Linked DNA regions of Zea mays: all the other regions are linked to region 4. A link is a contact called in public Hi-C data. All regions are on one chromosome and are shown on one strand. Each heading gives the region's core, a stretch centred on a gene start, on an enhancer-like site or on the middle of the called end of the contact. The rest is flanking DNA. Distances are from core to core; before and after follow the strand shown. Region 1 holds the start of LOC100284538 (SHI). Region 2 holds the start of LOC100273071 (putative thaumatin domain family protein). Region 3 has its middle 24 kb from the start of LOC100273071. Region 4 holds the start of LOC100282406 (ER lumen protein retaining receptor C28H8.4).

The links. A called contact is a pair of places that touch in the nucleus more often than the background predicts.
Region 1: a contact with region 4 is called in a Hi-C map of leaf, with 5 times the contacts expected there. The contact joins the promoter of LOC100284538 here to the promoter of LOC100282406 in region 4. A contact is called at or near these places in 4 of 25 Hi-C or Micro-C datasets (bundle sheath, ear, leaf and 1 more).
Region 2: a Hi-C map of leaf shows a contact between it and region 4, with 4 times the contacts expected there. The contact joins the promoter of LOC100273071 here to the promoter of LOC100282406 in region 4. A contact is called at or near these places in 2 of 25 Hi-C or Micro-C datasets (bundle sheath and leaf).
Region 3: a contact with region 4 is called in a Hi-C map of bundle sheath, with 2.7 times the contacts expected there. The contact joins the enhancer-like site here to the promoter of LOC100282406 in region 4. A contact is called at or near these places in 2 of 25 Hi-C or Micro-C datasets (bundle sheath and leaf).

Annotation. Positions count from the first base shown.
Region 1 is chr4:223,000,111-223,004,553 of Zm-B73-REFERENCE-NAM-5.0, reverse strand. LOC100284538 (SHI) reads left to right here and starts at 1,951. Exons shown (of 2, transcript NM_001370656.1): 1 at 1,951-2,749; 2 at 2,881-3,617. The coding sequence starts at 2,224. The coding sequence ends at 3,245.
Region 2 is chr4:223,382,667-223,387,677 of Zm-B73-REFERENCE-NAM-5.0, reverse strand. LOC100273071 (putative thaumatin domain family protein) reads right to left here and starts at 2,604. Exons shown (of 2, transcript NM_001147520.1): 1 at 1,496-2,604; 2 at 545-1,113. The coding sequence starts at 2,200. The coding sequence ends at 1,030.
Region 3 is chr4:223,406,589-223,411,295 of Zm-B73-REFERENCE-NAM-5.0, reverse strand. No RefSeq gene overlaps it. Among protein-coding and RNA genes, the nearest start is that of LOC100273071, 24 kb to the right of the region's middle. Within about 2 kb of position 1,690, at least 18 of the 20 cell types and tissues checked have an H3K27ac peak or open chromatin away from gene starts, as enhancers often do. A contact at or near this core is called in bundle sheath and leaf, where this site is marked.
Region 4 is chr4:223,246,470-223,251,277 of Zm-B73-REFERENCE-NAM-5.0, reverse strand. It overlaps LOC100282406 (ER lumen protein retaining receptor C28H8.4), which reads right to left and starts at 2,486. Exons shown (of 6, transcript NM_001155317.3): 1 at 2,098-2,486; 2 at 519-718; 3 at 1-19. The coding sequence starts at 2,323.

The DNA.
Region 1 (4,443 bases), core at 702-3,201, 250 kb after region 4:
ATCTTTGTTAGTTGATGACCTAGTAGCGTGCGCGCCCTACAAACCGGGACGCACGACTTCCTGCTTTGGGTGTGCAGGTAGGCAGGCAAGCAGGGGAGTCGGGAATCAAGGGCCTGTCAAGTACGACGTCACGCAGATCCCCGCTAGATCGCCTGCTGTCCCGCTCTCGGTCCCGCCCATTTCTTTAAACCCAACTCGCCCTGCCCACCAAAAAAACGGAGCGTAAAATCTGCCTGGCGCCGCGTGGAGATAAATAAAAACACAGCCGCAGACCATTGCGCACGGTGCGGCGGCGGGCGGCGTTGGGTCGTCAGAGGCAGAGAGAGCACTCACCCATCGCGTTGGCTGCGTCAGGGGCAGGGGGTTTAATAATGCCCAGACCGTTAGGAATTCCTCTGAAAAGGCCAGCCGGAATGAACATCGCGGCGGCCAATCATCACGCGTTCACGATGTGTATAGTCGCCCACCATTCTCGTATCTGCATATCAAATGTTTCGTTCGTCGAGAGGGTCTCGAGTGGTTTGCGCTACACAAAAAAAACATCTATATCTGTCTTATAAGTCCTGTTTGGAACCTCTCTAAAGCTAATAACTAGCCACTAACTAATGTTGATCTAATTGTTAGCTACAACACATGGCTAACAATCATTTCATTAGCTGGCTTAGGGGTATTTAAATTGCACTAAAATTAATAATTAGATGGCTAAAAATTATTAGTGGAATTAATTAGCTAACAAATAACTATCTAACTATTAACTAATTTACTGAGGCTCTATTTCAATCTCACGCGATAAACTTTAGTCATATGAATTGAAGTGCTAAAGTTTAGTTCCTTAGGGTGTTGGACTACTCTAATAAAGTTTAGCACATTGAGATAAAAGACACCCATGCCCCTAATGCGGAGAGAGAGAATGAGGTTGGAGGGTAGGGTGGAAAATGGGGTTCTCTGACCCACGTTTAGCTCCTTTTAGCATCTCTTTGGCAGCTTTTTTTGATGAAGGGGAAGAGCCCCCTATTTCATTAAGAAATAGGATAAGAGTCATTACAAACCGAAACAATGAGTAACAACTCATCAACAAAAGAGCACCTAGTGAAACTAATCCCTACATACTATCATACTAGATAAGCAAGGATCATATTCCACTAACATCAATCCAGAAGAAACCACAGTTTTTAAGCAAGCTTATTTACAACGGCTAAAGATAAACGAGTAGCTACGAAGATAACACGACAGATAGATCTAGATCACTAAAAGGACATTCCAGCACTAGAGCATCTCTTTGGCAGCTTATGAGATAAAATGTGCTAAATTTTATCATACCACCGTTAGCTCTCTTGTTTAGATAATATGTGCTAATTTTTATCTCATGAGATTGAAACAGGGCCTAAAAATAACTAATATTTGAATTATTTGCTAGGTTGTTTGGATGTCTCAACTAATTTTAACGACTAACTACTAATTCTAGTGTCTTCAAACATCTCTTAATCTAACTAATATTTTTTTAGCTGCTAACTATTAATTCTAGGCAGGTTCTAAACCAGGCCATGCATAATATCAGACTGTCGCCACGGGAGCTACAGTTGACGTCACCCACGAGGAAATACGAGACTTACTACTACGACGGTGTATATAATAAAGTACTTATACGCGTAGTTCTACTGACAGACGAGAGAGGCTGAGAGCAGGAGAGAGAATGAGTATATTTTTTATATTTATATAAATGGGGTGTTTTGGGAGCGTGCAGTGCAGGATCGTTGGCGGCGTGGCAGGCCTTCCGCCGCTGTCGCTTTCTCCCCGGCCTCTTCATCACTCACCTCAGTACCTCACCACACAAAATTAAAGCAAGCTCCCCTCACTTGAGCTCCTACTACCTTCCTTTCCGCTCCATCCTTCCCCTCCCTCTCCTCTCCTCTCCTCTCCTCTCTACTCCCCCTCACTCGCAGACACGCCAAAATTCTAGGGAACCCCCACTACGCCTGCACGCGCCCACTAGCTAGCCACCTTAGATCGGTCGATACAGCTAGCTATACCCGCTAGCTGCACCTCTCGCTGCCGCCGCCCGGCCGGGCCGCGCGAGACCGCTCAAAATTCGCGCGCACCGCCACGCGGCGCGGACATGCTGCGGGCGGCGGGGAGCAGCTAGCAGGTAGCCGAGCACGGCAGGGCGACCCGGCGCGCGATCCGCCGCTGCCCGCGTGGGCGGCCGCCTATGGATCTGGCCGCATGGCGGGCTTCCCTCTAGGCGGAGGAGGCCACGGCCGCGGCGACCACCACCACCCTCACGTGAACCCTTCCTCCGGCTCCGGCTCCGACTCCGCGGCCGCCGCCTACCTCTACACGGCCGCCGCCGCGCCGCGCGGCGGCTTCCAGCTATGGCCGCCTCACCCGGCGCAGGAGCACCACCACCACTTCTACGCCCCCAACATAATCCGCTTCGCCGATGACCCCGCCGCGGGCTCCTCGCGCGGCGGCAGGGGCTCCGCCAGCGGCGCCGGCGCGGGCACCATCAGCTGCCAGGACTGCGGCAACCAGGCCAAGAAGGACTGCGTCCACATGCGCTGCCGCACCTGCTGCAAGAGCCGGGGCTTCGACTGCCCCACCCATGTCAAGTCCACCTGGGTGCCCGCCGCCAAGCGCCGGGAGCGCCAGCAGCAGCAGGCCACCGGCGCCGCCGAGCCCTCCAAGCGCCACCGTGACGCCGCTACCGGTGCCCAGCCCTCCTCTACCACCGCCACAACCACTTCCTCGGGTGCGTATTTTATAGAGAAGCTATAAACTGCACTTGCACGTCTTCAGTAGCAATGGGCAAGCAATTCGTCGTCTTTTAGCTAACTAGCAGCAGCTTGCTAATCGATGGACACCACGTGCTTGATTGATCAGGTGAGCAGCAGCAGATGGCGGTGGTGGCGGAGCGGTTCCCGCGGGAAGTGAGCTCGGAGGCGCTGTTCCGCTGCGTCCGCCTGGGCCCGGTCGACGAGCCCGACGCCGAGGTGGCGTACCAGACCAGCGTCAGCATCGCCGGCCACGTCTTCAAGGGCATCCTGCACGACGTCGGCCCGGAGCCGTCGACGGTCGCTGCGGGCGGCGGCTTCCGCCACGCCACCGAGGGGTCCTCCCCTAGCACGGCCGCGGCGGGCGAAGGCAGCGTCGTGGGGCCCGTCTCGTCATCGGCTGTGGTCATGGACCCGTACCCGACGCCCGGCCCGTACGGCGCCGCTCATTTCTTCCACGGCCATCCGAGGTGATGATCAAACGGCCACCATGATTGACACGGCTAGCTAGCCTAGCTGATGGGTTTCGTTCTCTTTGGACATGCCATGCATCTTTCCATCCACTGCTTCAATATTTGCTTTACTGGAGGGATTATCGATCGTCACCAAATTGTTACTAGTAGTTTTTATTTGTCTCCGTCCTCCATCCCTCTTCTCTCTTACATTCTCAATGATCGATGCATAAACTGATGAGCACCATTCATCACTGTTTCTTTCGGATCAGTTCTTACTGTCGCAGTAGCTAGCCCATCAGGTTGTTGCTAGAAGTAAATATAAAGCTTGGAGTAGCTAGCTAGGAAACTGTGTTCATCATGATTCAAAGTTTAAAACCTGACAGTTAGGTAATCTTGATTGATGCTCTTGTCATTGCTTCTTCATCCTTTCATCTTTGTTCAATGGTCGTGATGATGCTGTCCCCCTGGTGGTGTCAGGAAGATATATAGAATGTTGGGGCTTAAGAAGGCTTCTTCGCATATTTGCTCAAGTATATACAGTACTACTGCCCTCTTCCTTCTACTACTCCTGTGTGTGTGTCACACCTTTGCAGCTTTGCTTTAGCTTTTCTCTTCAAAAGCTGAACCCTAGTTTCCTAGCTAGTGGCAACTGCTAGATGATTCTTAGTTGGAAAATTTGGTAGTATGAATGATAGGAGTACCTGTGTATGTCATGGTCGGTAGAGAGAGGGGGAGTGAGAGGAGAGTGGAGAGAGGAGAGATAAATGATTTCTTCCAGTCATCATATGCTCAAGGAAGAAGGCAGGTGGAGTCAGATATCTATGTCTCGAGAAGAATCAAATGACGAGACGCTTGGGGAGAAAAAAAAGAATAATGCTAGTCACTATGCGCTTGTACCAGTTCTGATTAGAGCGTTACCGATGTTTCCTAGTTTGGTATTTGGAAACAGCTTCTCCACTGTGGGACTGGGATCCCAACCTATATTCCGATCCATCATATTTCATCACATCTCCAATCCAATTGCCATTGCCAGTGTCATTTCAACCAGTTACATTTTCTATACGCAGTTGCACTTGTTGAAGTTCTGTCAGCACATAACTAATTAATTTAGTACATAATGTAATTGTAATAATATTATCATGGCCCAAAAAGCCATGCTGGTCATTCTCTCTTTTTCCTGAAATCATGGGAGATTCAAATATCTGGGAACGTCGTTC
Region 2 (5,011 bases), core at 1,355-3,854, 140 kb before region 4:
ATCACTACTATCAAAATGCATTCCAGTTTCCACTATTTCCCAAATACTAGGATGGAGAGAAAATAAATGACTGCACATTTTATGACTCCAAAAGAATAGTCGTCTCCATCAAAGTGAGGGGGTTTTCCAAGTGGAATAGACAACAAATGTGCATTTGAATTGTAGGGGATAGGAGAGTATTAAAGGAATAGTTTTTATTAACCGTTTTCTTTTTCGATGAGGAGTCCTCATCGTCGTCGCCCCTTGGTGAGGAAGAGGAAGCATCGCTGTCATAGTAGATGATCTTCTTGATGCGCCTCTTCTTCTTTCCATCCTTCCTCTTATTGTTTGAGCCTGAGTCGGTGGGCTTGTCACCTTTTGGCTCATCAACGTAGAGAATCTCCTCCTTCTCCTTGTCATTTTATGAACAAACAAACAGCACCTAACTTGTCATGTAACATTTTATGAACAAACAGCACCTAACTTGCAATGCGTTCATGTAAATCGTTACCGCTTATCATTCATTCACAACATGCAAAACTAGTCATGTAACATTCGAGGAGATAACAAAGTGACAACACAAGCATGGCGGTGTAGAGTTCTAACCAAAATCACATTACTCTGTGAACCTCTGCACATCAAATGGTTACAGTATCCATTCGAGATGTTTTTTATGCGCTTTACTGCAAAAATAGAAAAAGGGGCCGATGACAACAGAGCAACCTGAATCGCCTTGCAATGCGTTCATGAAATTCCAGTTGCCAACTTGTAACACATCATTCCTTCTCTAGCACCTATCCACAAACAAAAAGCCTACACAATATTCTCTTCCCATTGCTGATCACTGCTACTGCTCTAATCCTCTTCTTGTCAGAAAATAACTTAGATGACTCCTACCGATCAAGAACCGCAACCATGATGAATCATAGCAAGCTGACCATAGGATGATCTGGTGCAAGTTGTGCAGCAAGCAAGGTCGCCACTGCAATTGCCAAGGCAGATCGGAGCACAATGGACGCCGACCATGACGTTGTTGCCAGAGCACTGGCGTCACTTGCCTTCAAGGATGCAAGCCACACCGAATCTTCCAGTTGCTCGTGGCTTGGCCTCCGAGACGAATGTTCGGATTTGTCGCTGCAAAAATGTCAAAAGAAATATTGCTCGCGTAAGACCAGGTTTGCTTAATCTTGTAAAGCATGAACTTGTAAAGTTAATCTAAGCATCGGATGTGGAACCCTCTATCAGTCTGATGTGTTCCTTGCAGTCCCAACTCGGCAGTTGTGGTTTTCTAGTCACACAGCACACAAGGTGGCAAGGTGCCGAGTGGGGACACAAGGAAAAAGATGGGAAAGAGAAGAGTGCAAATCAAAGCTTCTTTGCTTTTCTCCAAGCCTAAGAATTCCGAATCAAGACCTCGGCATTCTCACGAAGTCTATATCAAACAATACCTTACAGCTCGAAATTGCAACTGAAGTTGAAACTGGAAGTGAAGGAATGATCTGATTTGGGCAAGGACCTGGTTGGAGTGGATTTGGGGCAGAAGGTGATGGTGTAATCGGTGTGGTTGCAGGTGAAGGTGGAGGTGGCGTCGTCGTAGGCGTAGCTGTAGGAGTTGGGGCACGCCGACTTGAAGAGCTGGGAGTACTGTGACGGGTGGCAGGTGTTGGGGTTGCCGTAGGCGCCGTTGCAGCAGTACTCGGGGCTGCCGAACGCCTCGCAGGCGCTGCGGCAGGCGCGGCCGTGGGCGGCGCGGAGCTCGTCGGGGCAGAGCCCGTTGAGGTCGACGAGGCACCCCGTGTCGGGGCATTCGGGCGCGGTGGCCCGCACGAGCATGGGCAGGTTGTAGCCGTCGACGAGGCTGACGTCGTAGAAGTCCTTGCCGCCGGCGCCGTCGAGCGTGAACTCGGCGAGCGTGGCGGGCGGGGACGCCCCCGCGCCGCGGCACTCGACCTCGCCGGAGCCGCAGTCGCCCGTGGCGCAGGAGCCCTTGGCGGAGGCGGCGTCGAAGTCGCAGCCGGAGCGGCCCCAGAAGCGGCCCGACCACCCCTGCGGCGCGTACAGCGCGCGCGACTGCCCCGGCGCCAGCGCGAAGCCCGTGGTCTCCAGCGGCGGCGTCCCCGAGCCGGCGAGCAGGCCCGGCCACACCGTGTCGCCGCAGCGGTTGCTGAAGGTGAACGTGGTGCCGCACACCGACCCTGCGCGCCGCACCGGGTTCCACCACCACCCCCACCCACCCACAAACCCAAGCAGCCCGTCAGTCCACGGCGGGCAAGTGGATCAGAGCCACCACATACGTACCTTGGAAGAAGGAGAGGATGAGGACGGCGATCGAGGCCGGCGTGCCCGGCAGGCGCGCCCGAGATGCCATTGAAGGAACTGGAGCACGCTGTTGGGAGGGACGCGCGAGCGCGAGGCGTGCTGGTGGTCGGGGAGCTCGGTTGTGAGACTGGATGAACGATTGGTGCTAGCTAGAGGGAAAGGGAGGAGCCGGGGCGAGGGCGGCGGTCGGCAGTTGGGGCGAGACGGAACATGGAGGTGGAGGAGGAAGTGGGCCCGTATCGACGGTATCCCTACCTCGCCTCGCTTGCGGAGCGGAGCGGAGCGGGGGATGTAGGGCTGGCTGCGGGAGCCGGGAGGCGTGCCGTGCGTGGCTTGCCGGTTTTATAACTGCCGGAGACGGCAGCAATCCAGTCAATTGAAACTGAGATGAGTGGTGGATTCCCTGTGTTTCGTTCTCTCGTCTAGTCTAATCTCATGGCTGCTACGAGCAATCAACGATTTAATTTGGAACGGTCCTATTCACCAGTGGTACGAAACGGATCTGGCGTGGTTCACCGTTCATTCATTTCGTGCGCGAGGAACTTGGCGAATTAGATTCCAGCAGAGAAAAATAGAGTAGTTTAGGCTAGAGATTCCGGGAGCAGGCAGGACCAGTGGCTGGCTGATGATTGCCAGTTTTTAGTTTGGCTTTCAGATGTAGCGAGCGCTGGTGACTGGTGAGCAGAGTAGCTGGTGGTGACGACTCGCCCTTGTCTGGTTCCGCTCGCTGCGTAACCTGGCGCTGTCACGCATCGGGACCGTACGTCAGGTCATTTCCTCATTGGGCGTTTTTTTTTATATGCATACTCCACTCCAGGAGGAAAGCCTCGAGCAGCAAGCAGCAGCTGCCCTGCTTCCCAAACCCCACGGTGGCCCGCCCGACGCCCCGACCGGCCTCGGCCTGCCTGCTACTTTGTACCATGTGCCCTCCACTCAACTGCATCATTGGCGACGGCGCGATGTGCCATGCCGACCGGCCGGGGAAGCCGCGCACCCCCGGTCTGTCGACTGTCTGCTGGTGGGTCAAGGACTCAAGGTAGTACACACACAGTACGTTTCAGCCGACGTTTGCGGCGACAACTGACGGACCTACAGATCGACGACGCGCCGTCTCGTCTGGCAGTGAGCTGACCCGTGTCGTATTAGAGCCTGAAATAGATGATAGAATGTATACATGACAATTCGCTTTGGCACCCATGCCTACCTCCGGATTCGGGCTCACATTCTGAGCAATGCAAAAACTGCAAAGCTCATAACATTCGTCTGCCGCAGCAGCGTCTAATCACCCTAACGGCCTAACCTCATTTGATCTAGTCCTGAAATTTTAGGTGAGGCTAAGCCGGGCACGGTTTACAAACAGGAGCTCAAAGTATAATCCAGCACACAAAAAAAAAAGACCCAGTGACACGGTTTAAACGATGGGATCCATAGGCAGCATGACACATTATGACTAGATGAGATGTGCTTAGGCTGACACGGCATTAAGTAGGCACAGATTAAAAAATTAACGTTTTAATGGTTCTTTTATGTTCAAATAATTTTTATCTCTTTATAAAAGTTATAGAAAACATTAATACTTATATTCATTGTTGGGGGCCTTGTATGTCGAAGATCGGAAGATCACTTGCCTAACATTTGGCTTCGTCGTTAACAAATGTATTTCAGGAATGTCCTCACAGCCGGACGAATCTAGACTTCGACAAAAGCAGCGTACAAAAGTGTTTCGTCCATACGCAAGCAACAGAGATAATGGCAGAAGGCAGTGACTTCGGCCACAAGTCGAAAGAAGAAGATAGCTGGTTGATGAAGGCCGGAACTCGTGGAGTCAAGAATGAAGAAAGTACATTACTGCCCTAATACCGTTTGTAAGCGACATATGCAAAAAAAATGGATTGGCATTACTGTAAATCTGTGCAAAAAGTCGGTTTGTCTCTCATATAAACAGATGAACAGTACCCTGCATAAAATACCTCTTGCTAGAGCTATAGCTTTGTAGTGCTTAGCCTTCGAAGAACCATCGTGCATCCTATCACTTAGAAGCCATAGGTACATTTGTAAACATACCTAATGTAACGAGAGACATATTGAAAATGCCAAGGCAACATAGATAAGTTCTTGTGTATTGTTTCATATGTCTCTTTGTGTCACATTTCACTTATGGTGTATGCGATGATATAAAACCTTCGTCATATGTGTTCATGCTCCTAAGGAATGTCGATTTTAAGACGAAGGTTTTCATAACGCTTCGACTAGATTTTCATTACCTTCAGAAGTTTGAAATCACGTATATAATTGTTTCATCTTTTATTGCACGTTTAAACCTTCGTCCTCAGATGATCACAACGAAGGTGTATTGTCTGAAGAATGAAGGTTCTCATTGATCAATGTTGTGTTGCCTTGTTTTTTATGCCATGCAGCAATTGAAAACAACTGACCAACAATGGCGCCCACCTCCGATGATCCTACGACCATGACGAGCTTCATCGCGACGAAGAATATGGCAAGCCATCAAGCTTCGTCGGATTTCATGAAGAAGCTTATTCTCCCCATCATTAGGGGCTCGAGCTTTGAACCCGGCAATAAAAAGCAAAAAAAGAGGCCTAGAGAAGGGTGCAGCATGTAGGTGTCCAAGGACACTACATCAGGACCAAATGGTCCCATATCCCTATTACCTTCTCTCAGGATGATCTTCGTCTCAAATATTACCCGCACA
Region 3 (4,707 bases), core at 441-2,940, 160 kb before region 4:
CTTGTTGTATGGATACTCTATTAATTCTATTAAGCCTTGGACCAGGATATCACCATCCCAGGGGCCATGATATAACAATCCACCTCCATGATCCTAAAGCGGGTGGGGGAAGTTGCCTACCAACTGGAACTACCCGACCATCTAGCGGATGTACATGATGTCTTCCGTGTATCCCAGTTGAAGAAGTGCCTCAGGGTACCATAAGAGCAACTGCCTATGGATGAATTGAGTGTTCAAGATGATCTGACTATACTGAGTACCCTATCAAGATCATTGATACTTTAACTCGTGTTACGAAGAATAAAGTGATCAAAATGTGTAAAGTGCAATGGAGTCATCATAGTGAAGATGAAGCTACCTGGGAGAGAAGAAGAAATAAGAGTAGATTTTCCCCACCTCTTCCCTAGTTCATCTTTATCTCGTGGTCAAGATTCTTTTTATGGGGGTAGGATTGTAAAACCCAAAATTTGTATAAGAGGAAAAATAATATATTTATAGGTTTGTGTTTTGAGAATTTTGGAACCTTTGGAGATTATTTGATTCTTCTTTTATTTGAGCATATTCAATTAATGGAATCATATTAATCAAATAATAAATAAATAAATAAATAAATACTAAAATATGCATCTCATGCTGGATTTTATATTGTGCATATAACTGAAGTTTGAATTCAAAACAAAATAGAATTTGAATTTGATCAAATGAAAACTAAAATCTAAAAGAATAAAAAAAAGGAAGAAACACTCACACCCGCACTGGGCCGAAATCGGCCTGTTGGCCCAAGACCTCCCGTCCGCATGATCCTCGCCTGGCGGTGTTTGGGGCCGACAAGTGGGCCCGCCGCGCCAGCCTCACTCGACGCGCACTGAGCCATTGGTAGGTGGGACAGACTCCTCCTGACATCTACCCTTGTCGCCCACTGTAGTCCAGATTTGTGGTAGCGCTGACGATTGGGACCCACCCATCAGGGACTCGCGCGGCCACTGTGGTTCTCCCCCCCTCCCCCCCGCGCGCCTGACTAACAGCCGCGAGCAGTCTGGGTGCCGGCGGGTTAGCTCAACAACCTCCCCACTATCCGGCCGCCATGCTTACCTCATATATAGTCGGCCTGGGTGCTCGTGTGACCCAACCCAGGCCCTAAAAACCTAGCACCGCCGTAAGACGAGAGAGAGAAGGGGAAGAAGAGGGCACTACGACGGGTCCGCATCCTAGGCATGGTCTAGAGCTCAGGCGCAGGGCTGGGTGATCGTCGGGGAAGAGGGGATCAGCGCGCGGATCACTGTGGATCTGTGGTGTTGTGTGGAGGCCGGCATTGCTCGTCGGAGCTTGTGATTCACCGCGGTCCGGGCGGATCCGTGTTTTAGATCCCACATCACGTAGTCACTGGTAAGATACTCCTTGCCGCATTCGTCGTACCCTCTACGTTGTCTCGCTTAGGCTGTCCTGAAGTCTGGAAATCCAAGGCGTTGGGCTGTATGCGCCAGCGATGGCGCCCGGCGGGCTACTGGGTCGCCGCCATGCTGGCCCTGCAGCCGATGGGGGAGACACGGTCCTAGGGCCGTTGATCTCAGGATTTGCGGCCACGATTAGATGGGACCGTGAAGCATTTTAACCGTAGGATTCCTATCCTGCACCTAGGAGTAGATCGAGGGGTGTGCGATCGTGGACCGTTGATCTCAGCGTGGGCGGTCCTGATGCGATATCCCCTGGCCTGTTGTGCATTAAATCCGGGTCGTCGATTGACGATCCTTCAGCCCAGTGTGCTGGTGAGTTCATGGAATACGCGATTTAATCTGGGCCATCTACGCCGATCCAACGGCTCGTGTGCCACGATACCCCTTCATTAGGCCCGTTTTACACATAGGTCCTCGGATTTTACCTGAATCAACCCGCACTCCTAGGCAGTGGTATGATCATCACAAATAGGTCCCGAAAATTATACTTTTGACCCCAAACTTGCTGGAATTTTCACCCACAATCCAGAAATAGATAAAATAGGATAAATTCATACAGAAAATATTTTTAGTATGAAAATAGTCCTAGAAACTTGTTTAAATCATAGTAAATTCATTTTAACTCCTTTTTGATCCATTCTAGTTGCATTAACTTTGTATTAATATGGTCTATCACGTGGTAACTCTGTTTTATCATGAAACATAGGTTAAAATTATCCACTTAATTTATTTTATACTAAGCACAAAAACTTCAGAAAATCATAACTCTTTAACCGTAACTCCGAATTTAGTGATTCTCAAACCTACGATCTCGTTACGATGCGTAGAATATTATAATGCATTCTGTTCTGAGATTTGGTGTGATGTTAATTTCTCTTGTACCATGTTTGTTTGTATTGTTGCGAGTATACGGGCAGGAAACTGAGGACCCAGGTGTTCAGCAGGTGGAAAATACTGAGCAGGAGCTCATTGAAGGCAAGTTGTGCCCTTGATCACTTCTATTTACCCAATAATGTTCCTATTAATCATTATGATCTGTATATGTTAATTCTGATGGGACCCAATATGTCACCCCAGTTTGGCTATCTTTATACCTTGTTTACCACTGAACTTTTGGGTAGTACCTGCTATTGCTTTATGTGGTTTTGGGTGTTAAGATATACATTATTCATGATCATGCTTTAATTATAAATGAGTTATTTACTATTCATGACAAGATCGTTATGTTAATTGGAACATAGAGAACCACCCGGGAAAACAGTGCTACCACAAGGGTGGTATGGGACGCCCTTGGCTGACTAATTAGGAAAGCTAGTGGAGGACTACCTTACCCGAAAGGGGCAATGGCAATAGGGGAGTGGTTGGTATAGGGAGGTTCTCGGGTTGATTTTGCTGCGATAGCTTTTCAGACGGGGGATTCCTATGCTGCATTCCCTAGAAACTGTAGCAGGTTTTCTGAAGCTAGTGGAACTTTGTAAAGGCCTCATAGTGTTACCCTACCTCGCTTCCTTGGTAGAGGTGTATGGGATCCATGACCCCATGGAAGATGTGTAACGCGACTTGTGGGTAAAGATGTGCAACCTCTGTAGAGTGTAGAATTGGTATATCAGTCGTGCTCACGGTCATGAGCGGCTCGGACCCTCACATGAGTAACTTATGGAATTAAATTTAATTGGTCATTTTGCATCGCATTGTGGTTTATTTATTAATTGTGATCTCTCATTATTTGGGTTGGTATTTACTTATAGTTAGAAACTGCTAATAAAATTTGACCAACTTATTAAAAGCAATGCTGAGCTTTAACCATTATTTGTTGATCAGCCTTACACTCCACATGAGCTCCCACCTTTGGAGAGTTCATGCACATTATTCCCCATAACTTGTTGAGCTATGATCTTTTGTGAGCTCACCCTTGCGATATATAAAACCCCCACAGGAGAAGAATAGGTAGCCCAGAAGGAGGTCTACTATGAGGAGTACGAGCTTGTCTAGGTGACGTCTCCCAGTCAGCTTGATATCTCCAGGGAATAATTATATAGTCGCTTTATTGTTATCATTTATTTTTGTACGACTCTTCTGCTATGTAATAATGATTGTGACATTTATCTCTATACACTTGGTCATTATATGTGTTGTTCTTCTTTGACGCATATATGAGATGCACTTGGCTTTATCCCTTAAACATGGGTGTGACAGTTCGCCATGAAACAGGGAGAGGAGCCAACTGAAACCTACAACAGGCTCAAGACCCTAGTGAACAAAATCCGAAGCAACGGGAGTACAAGATGGACAGATCATGATGTCGTTCGACTCATGCTAAGGTCATTTATTGTTATTGATCCTAATCTTGTAAACTTCATTCGTGAAAATCCCAAGTACACCAAGATGACACCCAAGGAAAATCTCGGAAAATTTGTAAGGGGCGCATGATGGTGAAGGAAGCAAGGTATGTGGATGACATTGCAAATGGACCACTTCCTCTCTACGAGCCGTAGCCCGTTGCTCTCAAAGCGACAAGGAACAAGGAGGTGCTACCTAACAAGGTGGCTGAAAGGGAATTAGGCTTACACCTAGTCCCTAATTAATTTTGGTGGTTGAATTGCCCAACACAAATAATTGGACTAACTAGTTTGCTCTAGTGTATAAGATATACAGGTGTAAAAGGTTCACACTCAGCCAATAAAAAGATCAAATATTGGATTCAACAAAGGAGCAAAGGGACAACCGAAGGCACCTCTGGTCTGGGGCACCGGACTGTCCGGTGTACACCGGACAGTGTCCGGTGCACCACCGGACAGTGTCCGGTGCACCAGAGGAATCCAACTCCAACTCGTCACCTTCGGGAAAATCCAGAGCCGGCGCGCTATAATTCACCGGACTGTCCGGTGTACACCGGACAGTGTCCGGTGCTCCAACGAGACGCGGTTTTGGAACTCGCCAGCCTCGGGATTTCACGAAGGCTGCTCCGCTATAATTCACCGGACATGTCCGGTGTGCACCGGACTGTCCGGTGTACCAGCGGAGCAACGGCTATTTCGGCGCCAACGGCTACCTGCGATGCATTTAATGCGCGCGCAGCGCGCGCAGAAGGCAGGCGCGCCCATACTGGCGCACCAGACAATGAACAGGAGATGTCCGGTGTGCACCGGACATCCAGGCGGGCCCAGAAGTCAGAAGCTCCAATGGTCAGAATCCAACGGCAGTGATGACGTGGCGGGGGCACCGGACATGTCCGGTGTGCACCGGACTGTCC
Region 4 (4,808 bases), core at 1,237-3,736:
GCAGAGCACAAGGCAATATCTGGAACGGAAATGTAATTAGTTACGAAGTGTGGCCATAGGAGACATTTAGATAACACATCAGAAGCCCTCCACTGCCATTTTCCTTTGAATAAAGAAAACGCAAACGACAAAATGGTAAAAAATAGCTAGCAACACAGATGCAATATGTGATCTGAGGTAAAAATTCTTTCAACAAGTTATATCATCAAAACAGCAATAGTAATCATGTGGAACTAAAGTGTACAGCCAGAAATGCTCTTGCTGGTGGTAAAAAGTCTGGGTCAAGCAGAGCAGTGTGAAATACTCCCTCCGTTCTTTTTTATCTTTCACCATTTAGTTCAAAAATGAACTAGCGGGCGATAAATATTCGAGAACGGAGGTAGTAACATATAGCCATTTTGAAAATATAACTTCCGAATCCATATTCACAATATAGGTTATACTGTACAGAGTAAAAGACAGTATAAGGACTCTAGATGCACATTGCTTTGAAGTCAAGAGATAAAAATTGTACTTACCACATAGTACAAGGCAAAGTTGTCTTTGTCCAGCATATATGTTGACCTCAGTTTGAACCGAATCATGTAAATAACAAAAAGAGTAGCTGCAAGTGCAGCTGTATCCAGAATTGTATGGATGTCATACTCCATAACAAAACTACAATACAACCTAACGGCCAGAAATAATGCAGTCAAATCCTGAGACTTGAGTGACAATCCTGAAAGAGATACACAGTTTGTACAAACATCATGAACCATGAAAAGAACTAATAAAAATATCAAACTTATCTTAGGATCAATTTTCAACATAAATTGATATGCCAGTTCAGTGCATATTCTCAAATCTAGTTTTGTGTCTAATCATAAATGTCAGAAGTCATGTAAGGGATAGATTCTTAGGCCATTTGCATATTGGTATGGCAGGACCACCATTATATACATAGTAATACAGTAAATTAAAAATGATGATGATGTGTATAAATCATACCACTAATATTGTCCATTCCCTATTTTTACCCTATTTTTAAATGCCAAAAAATATCTAGATGTACAAACCTCGATTAATCCTTGATTTTGCATAAATAAAACATTTAGGCATCAAAAACTGAATCAGGAAAGACGCTGAAAGAAACAATTCCGTAAATGAGACAAATGTAGGTACCAAAAGAAACTAAAGCTACCACAACCTCCGCACCACTGCACCAGGGGATGATGGTGGCATCTCCCAGCAGATGCATGTTCCCAAATTTGCACAGACAAGAGCAAGCCATACGAATCTAATAATACTACTGCATTTTTATGATTGGAAACAAAGTATGGTTGCCTGAATCGGCTACTAATTTGGTCTGGGAAAATGGCTCCTTTATCTTCTCACCCATGAACTTTTTGTTTAGTTTGTGGGATGTAATGCTTTGATTCATCTCCCTCGTAATTAGTAAGATGATGAGGAGTGGGGTCATTCCACACACACAAAAAAACACGAGATAGACATTGCCTCATCTAGAATGAGATGGTTCCAAGAACCAAATAACCCCTAAACAGATGAGCATGGTTGACATTAAGCAAAGGAACCCATTGCATTAAGCAGGCACAAGCAGTATCCTCCTCTTGGTCGCACCCAGTTATATCACCAATTTTCAATGAACGCTGACCCAGTGACACCGTCATAGAAAAACGTCGTCCCCAGAAACAGAAAGCAAGCACATACCAAAACTCCTTCAACTGCAATGCCAACAACAACACAAGTCGCATGCAGTATCCAGTTTAAGAAATTAACAATTACCTCGAGCGTGACCTGATGCATGCACCCTAAGCGAAACAGCAGAGAAATTATCTACTGCCTTGAACGGATCAGGCCGGAAAACCACACAAAATACGAGAACATGCTTCAGTACTGAGAGTGGTACGAACGGAGGAGCAGCGGATAGTCGGTCGCCATAGACGCGAGGGAAGAAAACACACGCGCATGACTCAAATGTTCCAGCAATCTGGATCCATGATCAGCGAGCCCAACGGATCGAGCAGATAGCGGCGGAGGGATGCAATTTTATACAGCAGTAAGGTACTCAAGAAGGAAGGGAGGGGAGGGGGGACGAACCGGCGCAGGTCTTCTCCTTGGTGAGCTTGTAGATGAGCACGGCGATCCCGAGCGCGTGCGCGGCCTCGGCGGCGACGAAGAGGTTGTCGTGGTCGTGGACGATGAAGCGGATGAAGACGAGCGCAGCCATCCCCGCGACGACGGCGAGGAAGGCCTTGACCTTGGGCGGCTGGCGCCGCACCCAGGCCATCACCACGGCGACCGGCCTCCGCGACGAACCCCTCATCTCCCCTCCCGCTTGCCGATCGGTGGAGGCGCAGGCGCAGGCGAGCTCTGTCCGGGTCCGGATGGGCGCGCTCTCGTCGTCTCTGGCCCGTGCGCGGCGTGAGGACCTGACTCCTGAGCTGGGGAAGCCTGGGACGGCCGGATGGGCGAGGCGGTGGAGTTATAGGGTGTTTGGTTTGAGGAATGACCTAGTCCATCATCTTCTCACTCCTCACTATTTTTGTTTGGTTTGTAGAATGGAATGAGTTGATCCATCACCATCTCATTCCTTATAGTTATTTAGTTAGTACTAATATGAGGAATGGAGTCATCTCACCAAATTTGAGGAATGAACCCATGATGCATCACCTCAATTTGGATGTAGTGATTCCTTAAACCAAACACACCCTTATGGACGGGTCGGGCTCCGGTCGGGTTGTTGCAGCTGTTTCGATTCGTGGCATCTATGGTCTGCGCAATTGGGCCCATTGGACCGTAGGCAAGCAAATCTTTTTGAAATCTTTTTTTGTTCCCTGTATTTAATGAAACATGACTAGAAGAAATGCTTTGGAAAAATGGCTCCTGGTTGAGATGCTTTGAAATCTTTTTTTTTTTTGAGGTTGCTCTCGCTTCTTGCGACACGTCGTCGCGGTCTCTATGGAAGCCGTGGGACAGACCGAGTACACAGAGCGTTGCGGGTTTGGTTCGAGGACGGGGGCGTGCAGGCCAGCGAGTCTCGACTCTCGAGCGATGCGGGCAGGGTAGGGCATCTACCCAGTGTTTGACTAGGTAAGCGTGTTGTTAATGCGCCTCGTGGAGTGGACAGTGGAAGATGGGCGCCACCACGACGACAACTTGCACCGTTGCACGGAGTAGCCTCTATCTGTGCCTCGTGATCTCATCCCATCATCACCAGCTGTCGCTTTGTCCGGTACGTATACGTATGCCTCTCAGGCTCAGCTACAGAACCCGGGACAAAAAAGAAGCACCGCACACGCTCCACGCGGAAGACGGCGACCGTGCGCTCAGGTCAGGTGGGACCGCCGGGCACGGCGCGGAATTCCTCCAGCTGCTGCGCGATGATTTTGCGGACTGGGACGGAACGGAACGGGACGTGGGACCTCGTCTATGTGCCGCGGCCCGGCGAACGGGAGTCGACAACGCCCCGCCGTGCTGATCGGGGTGCACGCGGCGCACCGCGCACGGCACGTTCAAAAACAGCGCCAAATCCCATCGCCTTTCCGAATTCTCGTCTTCCGCCCCCGCGCCGCGCTGCTAGACTCGTCATGTCGTGCTTGTGCCGCGTGCGGCGCCGGCCCGACTGGTGTGGTCTACTCGGCGGCCGGGTGGGCCACAGTCTCGCGTGGGCTGGGTGCGTGCGATTCTATGGGACAGATGGGCTGGGAGTCCGTCTGCCGATGGGGTAATGCTGGGCCGCTAGTCTGGAACGGACGTCCAGCTCTCTCTCTCTCTCTCTCTCTTACAGCTCTGCAATTCGCCAAGGCCCAAACAGCTACATTATGGGTTGGGCCGTACTGATTCCTCTCCTCTCACAGGGACGTCTGTCTGTCTCGTCATCTGACGCGCCGTTTTTTTTCTCAACAAAAACAATAATAATAATAAACGCGCCGCTGCCAAGGCCCATGGGATCCACGGAATCCTACCTCCCCCGTCAGCCGACCCTCGGTCGCCCTCCGGCGTCCGGACATCGCCATCGGAGTGAGCAGGAACCAGAATACGGGGGGTCGGTAGAGTCCGCGCACCCGGGGGTCCCACTCCCCTGAGGCCGTCCCTGGCTCCGTGCAAAAGATGGGGATTGGGGAAGGGTGCCAGGTCACCGTCCCGGCGCCGTGCCGTCAGTGTGAGTGGTGAGGTCCCTTCCAAGATTCTGTGCGTCTCATCGCCCGATTTACTTACTGGCTTTACTTTACATCCACAAAGCTTGCGAGTTGCGTTATCTAGCCTTAGCTTTTTCGAGTCCTTGCAAATCTTGTTGGTGGGGGGGCGAGCGAGACCTGATGCCACGTACGCCTAGCGGAAGAAGGGTCGATGATCTTTTTATAGGAGTTCCGCTTCCACAGTTGGTGTGTGTGGCCGACATGCTGGTCGCTGCGAGATGAGGTCATGTGCGGCTTCCTCGTGTGCTTTCAGATGCACAGCATCTTGCGACCCAAAATTCGCTGCAATTCGCTCAGTCAGAGGTGTCGGGCCTGGGGTTTAGAACAACGTCCTGATATGTCAGGTGTCTGTTCGTTCGGAGTAAGCTTGCTCAAAGTCATGGCGTCTGGTCACAGAGAGAGAGTGATCAGTAGCCACGAGGACAGTCCAGTCCCTTTGGCGGTGCTGCTGATTCCTAGCAAAACCTGTACATTTGGTTGGTTTCTCCACGTAGCGCCACGCCGGCGGAAGTCTGGCTTAAGAGATACGACTAATTTGCTCGCGTCTGCAGAGTCTGGTACAGGGTGCTTTAAGTATCATGTAAACCTGACTCTATATCTGCATATAAG